Regions from separate parts of the Mus musculus genome. Here region 1 is linked to region 2. The links are chromatin contacts, called in public Hi-C maps. All regions are on one chromosome and are shown on one strand. The core of a region is the stretch at or near the end of the contact, and the rest is flanking DNA. Distances in the headings are between cores, read along the strand shown. Region 1 overlaps Tdrd9 (tudor domain containing 9). Region 2 has its middle 8.6 kb from the start of Atp5mpl.

Region 1 (2,700 bases), core at 87-2,586, 43 kb after region 2:
CTAGTTCCCAGGTCTCTTGTCTCTTCTAGTGTGACTCTACTGACCCCACTTAGCACAGCCTGTATTTACCAGGCTCCTTCGTTCCTGTCACCATGTAGCAAGGTGGGCCTTAGGTGTACTTGGCTTCTGAGGGAGCTGACACTGTCACTGTCATCGTCTTTAGTCCCCAGTGCTCTCCTGGTTTTGCTGATGCCAACTTTAGGTGTCCTTGCATGGCCCCGGCAGGAGCCTCCTATGTCTTTGTGCTCGGCTTGTTTTCCTTCTCTAGAATGTCTTTAGACAAGTGTAGTGTGCGCTCTAGGGGTTGTGCAGAGAATGTTGGTGATGCCCAACCCAGACACATAAGTGTGGTGTCCCATCCTCGGTACAGTCTCTCACACTAGTGCATTTCGTCTGAGGCAGAATCTTATGTAGCCGGGCTAGCCTCAGTCTTGCTGTGTAGGCAAGGATAACCTTGAACCCCTGCTCCTTCTGCCTCTGCTTTCCCAAGTGCTGGCACAAGTGTATGCCGCTGTGCCCAGCTCACAGCAGTCTTTCTGCACTCCATTAGGTCCCCTTAACTCAGATGCCCAGCTGTCCTGCCACCGATTGGTCCCTACCATTGGATGTGTACCCATTCTCTTGATGCATGTATTTTCCTAAGAACTTGTTCCTTGTTTTCTGGAACTCCCTGGCCAGACTTGACATGTCATTTTGGTGGCATGTGTAGGGATCAGAGCTTCCTCCTTGGGCATGGATGTGGCAGAAGGACTGCCCCAGGTGACTGGTGCTTCCCTCACACTCGGGCTTTGTGGCAGTACGCTTGTGCAGTCACTTGACTCAGAGTACAGGGGATGTGGGCCTCTGCCTTCCTTTAGACATCACAGACAGACGGGCCACAGCCGACTGTGACCTAGTCACCTGTCAGAGTTGTGTTAGAAAGCATAACTAGGGGCCGAGTGACAGCTCAGGTGCTAATGTGTTCCTCTCACTATGTGAGAACCTGAGCTGGCTCGACGGGCACGGTTGTTTACTGTCATAATCCTCAGCACTGGGGAACTGGAGACAGCCAGGTCCCTAGGGATTCTTGGCCAGACACCCACAAGAACAGTGTCGAGGGCTTGAGTTCTAGACCTCAGCAGAGTTACTGTGACTCAGCCGAATCCTTTCCCACATGGCCTGTCTGTAGCAGACTTCTGAGTGGGGTTGGTGGGGGTTGTGGAGCACATAGCTTTTCCTCATTTCTGTCTTTGAGTAATTGCGTTACAGAATATCAATCCCTGTTAGGATAGAGTAGGAGATAAAGAGAATACCAGAGATGACTGGATTAAACGCGCTACTGCCCTCTGCTGGTAGTTCCTGAGTGTAGCTGTTGGGATGTCGGTGCTTTTAGAGGCAGGGATTTGATATCCGAGTTCCCTAGGCCTCTAATGCAGTTTGTCCAGTGCCTTAAAAGTAGTCTCTGCTTGAACTCTCAGGTTCCATCCACGTTGCCATTGACTTCAACATCAGCATCTCAGGGATCCCAGGCAGCGAACACTGCCACCAAGTGTTCAAGAGTGGCTGTGAACGGAATTATTATTATTAGTAGTAGTAGTAGTGTATCATCATCACCATCATCACCATCATCACTTAGGGTCTCTTAGAATGATGGCTGAAGGTGTGAGCGCAGGTCTTACCCCGCCCACACTTGTCTGCAACTCTATTTAATTGTCCTGTTCCTTTATTTTTTCAGCTTCCCTACCGTCTGGAGGAGCCAGTGATAACAAAGGATGTCTATGAAGTTGCTGTCTCTCTCATTCAGATGTTCGATGACCTGGACATGAAAGAGAGCGGGTAAGAGTCCCTCCAGCTACAACTCCATTTGTGTAACTTAAACACTGGTTCCTCATTCGAGATGGCAGAGTGTGTTTGCATATTAAGCTGTAGACATTTGGGCTTGAGCTGTAGTCTTCCTGCCTTCAGGTTTCAGGGTTTCAGCTATGTGCTGCCTGCCACTCAAAGCTGTGAACACCTTTGCAGCAGTCACGGCCACTCTGCAAACTTCTGCTAACGGAAGGCAAAGACTGTTGTTTAAGTTAGATTGGGCCAGAAGTGGGATGTAGTCACACGGACTCACACAGACACAGGAGTCACACGGCTTTCTCTGCTTGCTTTTGTTCTCTTGGGGCTATTTTTGGACATACCATAGGCAATTTAGATGTTTGTTCTTTTAGCTTTTTTTTTTTTAATTTGCGATTTTTCCCCCTTTTAGGATAGTTTAGGTTCTAAGTGCTGGTTTGCCTGTCATAAATAGTATTTATTATTTTAGAAACAAATACTGGCGATGTGTATTCTCCTTCGTTAGTAACCAAAGCTAGATGGCTGGGGTAACATTTTTCTTGTAGACCTTGGGATACCCCTGAATTAATCCTTGTCACATCTGGACTTCTTACCTTGGTTCCCAAATTCTGCCCTCCAAAGACTCTGTTGGTAAATGTTCTCAGCTTTTATTTGGGTAAAAAGTTATTTTATTTCAGTTTCATCCTTTGTTTAAAAAATCTAAATCTAAATCAACAGATGGGGAGATTTGGTAAAGTACTTGCTTTGTAGGACCTGAGTTTGATCCCCAGAAATTACAGGAAAAAAGCCAGGCGTGACAGTGTGTGCTTGTCATTCCACTGGGAAGGTGTAGGCAGGTGGTCCTTGTGTCAGACTGGCCTGGCTGGTGAGAATCAGGCC
Region 2 (2,700 bases), core at 74-2,573:
TAGTTTTTATTGGCACAAAGCCATGGCATTCTCTTACTGTCCTTTCAATCTATGTGTCCAGTCACTGAGGTCTAAAGCCAGGCCTTGGGCAGGCCAAGCCACACCTTAGTCCTTGTCCCTATAATGTCTGTAAAACCCGTATTGACATCTGCCCATTCTGTCTTCTCTATCTGTCAGTCAGGCTGGGGGTTTCCTCCTTTATTGATCTTCTCAAGGAACTGGCATTTATGTCCATCGATTTTGGTCCATTGATCTTCTGACTTCCATCTCACTGGAATAGGTTAGTATCTTTTGCTTTCTTGGTTATACTTTTTATGGGTACACTGTAGCTGTTTTCAGACACACCAGAAGAGGGCATCTCATTACAGATGGTTGTGAGCCACCATGCGGTTGCTGGGAATTGAACTCAGAACCTCTGGAGGAGCAGTCAGTGCTCTTAACCACTGAGCCATCCCTCAGCCCACTTTCTACAGATCTGCCTACCCTACTGTGCTGAGATGAAAGGTATGCGCCACTATGCTTGGCTCTACAGTTTTGTTTAATTTTCAATTTGCCTGCACAGTTTCTATGTGCTTCAGTCTCTAGCCCACCTGGTGGTTGTTTGACTTTATTCTCCCTCACTCAGTGGGTTAATCAACAGTGTCCTGGAGTTCAATTCTCTGAGGCCTGTTGTCTCTAGACTTCTTAGCCCTGGAGTACAAATTAAATCAAGTTTCTGCCCTGGCAGCAGTAGGGACCATAGTTCTGAACCTGTGCTGCTACACTGAGTCAGATACATGGTGTGGCCTGTGGAGTGGGAAGCCCCAGCCTCATTTCCTTGTCACAGGCTTTGTATGTGCTCACTAACAACACTGTTCTGTCTTGTCAAGAGCTAGGAAATGTACTGATAGGAAGTGAGATCGTTGCTCAGGCTGGCCCAACCTGTGCCCTCCTTGCTAGGTCTCTCAAGTTGGTTGGGGCTATAGAAGCACATCACACTTGGCTCTGAATCTACTTAACTGCCATGCCCACCCATTCAGTGACACTTATCAGAATGCCAGAATACAGGGGCTGAGAAACAGCTCATAAGCATGCTTACTGCTCTTTGAGAGGACCCGGATTGGTTTCAGTACCTATACTGTGTAGCTCCTGGCTCTAGTCCCATGCCCTCTTCTGGCCTCTGTGTGCACATGAGCACGCATGATACACACTCAAACATACATACACGCATAAAACAGCAAAATCGTGATCCTTCTCTTACTGTTCCTTAGTGCCACGGGCACAGTTGTCACCTATGCTCTCCGCCCTCAAGGCCACTATGGTAACCAGTTTGGCCACATTCTGGCTCCACCTACAGGCCACTCTTGGTAGAAGACTTGCAGCTACTGAAACCCTGGTGGATTCTGTATTCTCTCCACTGTGCAAATGCAAGTGGGGTCTGCACAGGCACATTGAGGATTTTCTTTTGTTGTTGTTAATGGTTTTAAGAAACATGCTCTCACTGAGTAAACAAGGCTGGCTTCCACTCATAATTGCCTTGCTGCTGCTGAGATTAGAGGCCTGTGTCCCTGCTCCCAGTGAGCTACAGACAGCCCCACATAGACTTGCTCTCACTTCTCTAACTGAAGGACCACTTAGTAGTAAACGGGGGGAGGGGGTGGGGGGAGAGCAGCTGCCAGCCTGTGTGTGGGGCAATTCCAAGGCAGATGTAACCAGCTTCCTCTCTAGATGGGCCCAGGCTCCCTGAATCCTTCCTGGCCTGGCACGTGATAACCAACTGCACTAAGCCATATGTACAGCAGATGGCTGCTATCCATGAACGGAGGCAACTGTCAACAGCCTGTTTTCAGTGTGACTGGCCTTTTCTAAGACCCAGTTTCGAGCACCACACACATCTGGGGGTAACTTTGAAATATTAATTTGTCAAGCTCTTCCCCAGACCTGTGGAAAGTCACACACAGGAGCCTAAATCCACATTAATGGCCTTTAGTTGATTCCAGTATGTGGGAAGCCACATGTGCCGTTGCAGAGTGGCACTGACTACTGCTGGCCACCACGCATAAGTTTGGACAAACAACCAATGTGTACATATGCAGTAAAGTTTTTTGCAAAGACACTGCCTGGCCCGGGCATGATAATGAGGCTTTGGGAGTATAACCAATCAGATGTGAGACATGCAAATGAGGTATGATAATGAGGCTCTGTGAGGTACAGAGAGAGAGTAGCCAATCAGACGAGGAACATGCAAATGAGGCTTAGTGCATAACCAATCCGGGTGTGAGACACGCCTCTCCTAGGCCTATATAAGCAGTACCAGTTCTGGGCTCAGGGGTCTCTTCGCCTCTGCAATCAAGCTCTCCCAATAAACGTGTGCAGAAGGATCCTGTTGCAGCGTCGTTACTGCTGGCCAGTCCGGCAAGCGCAAGACCAGTACAGGCTGAGAAGAGCTGGTGCAAACCACCAATTCTGTTCTTTATTGTTGCTTTGAGTCAGGTGATGACCACGAAACTCTGGCTGGCTTGAAATTCAGTAAGGTAGAACTTAAACTCAGGAGATCTGCTTCCAGGGCAGCGCTGGATAGTTGTCAGCTCGTCTGGGAGGGGTAAACCATAACTGAAAAGGCCTGTTTTCTAATGAGTGACTGATGGGGGAGGGCCAGCTTGCCTCGGGTGGCGAAGCCTCCCCTCAGCTGGTGGTTCTGGGTGCTTTAAGCAAGCAGGC

What was found. A called contact is a pair of places that touch in the nucleus more often than the background predicts.
Region 1: a contact with region 2 is called in a Hi-C map of rod photoreceptor, with 2.3 times the contacts expected there. The contact joins two enhancer-like sites. A contact is called at or near these places in 3 of 39 promoter capture datasets (hippocampal neurons, liver and pre-B cells), 3 of 15 datasets of contacts at CTCF or cohesin (the G1E-ER4 cell line, large pre-B cells and pro-B cells), 24 of 484 Hi-C or Micro-C datasets (the 63-12 cell line, the C2C12 cell line, the G1E-ER4 cell line and 15 more), 10 of 115 datasets of contacts at active chromatin or transcription factors (the 230-238 cell line, the SCID.adh cell line, cardiomyocytes and 6 more) and 3 of 9 other capture datasets (adipose tissue, embryonic stem cells and pancreatic islet).

The regions. Positions count from the first base shown.
Region 1 is chr12:112,000,010-112,002,709 of GRCm38.p6, forward strand. It overlaps Tdrd9 (tudor domain containing 9), which reads left to right. Exons shown (of 36, transcript NM_029056.1): 8 at 1,715-1,815. Among named protein-coding and RNA genes, the nearest start is that of Gm46381, 14 kb to the right of the region's middle. Within about 2 kb of position 1,337, at least 2 of the 459 cell types and tissues checked have an H3K27ac peak or open chromatin away from gene starts, as enhancers often do. A contact at or near this core is called in rod photoreceptor, where this site is marked.
Region 2 is chr12:111,957,013-111,959,712 of GRCm38.p6, forward strand. No RefSeq gene overlaps it. Among named protein-coding and RNA genes, the nearest start is that of Atp5mpl, 8.6 kb to the right of the region's middle. Within about 2 kb of position 1,324, at least 47 of the 459 cell types and tissues checked have an H3K27ac peak or open chromatin away from gene starts, as enhancers often do. A contact at or near this core is called in rod photoreceptor, where this site is marked.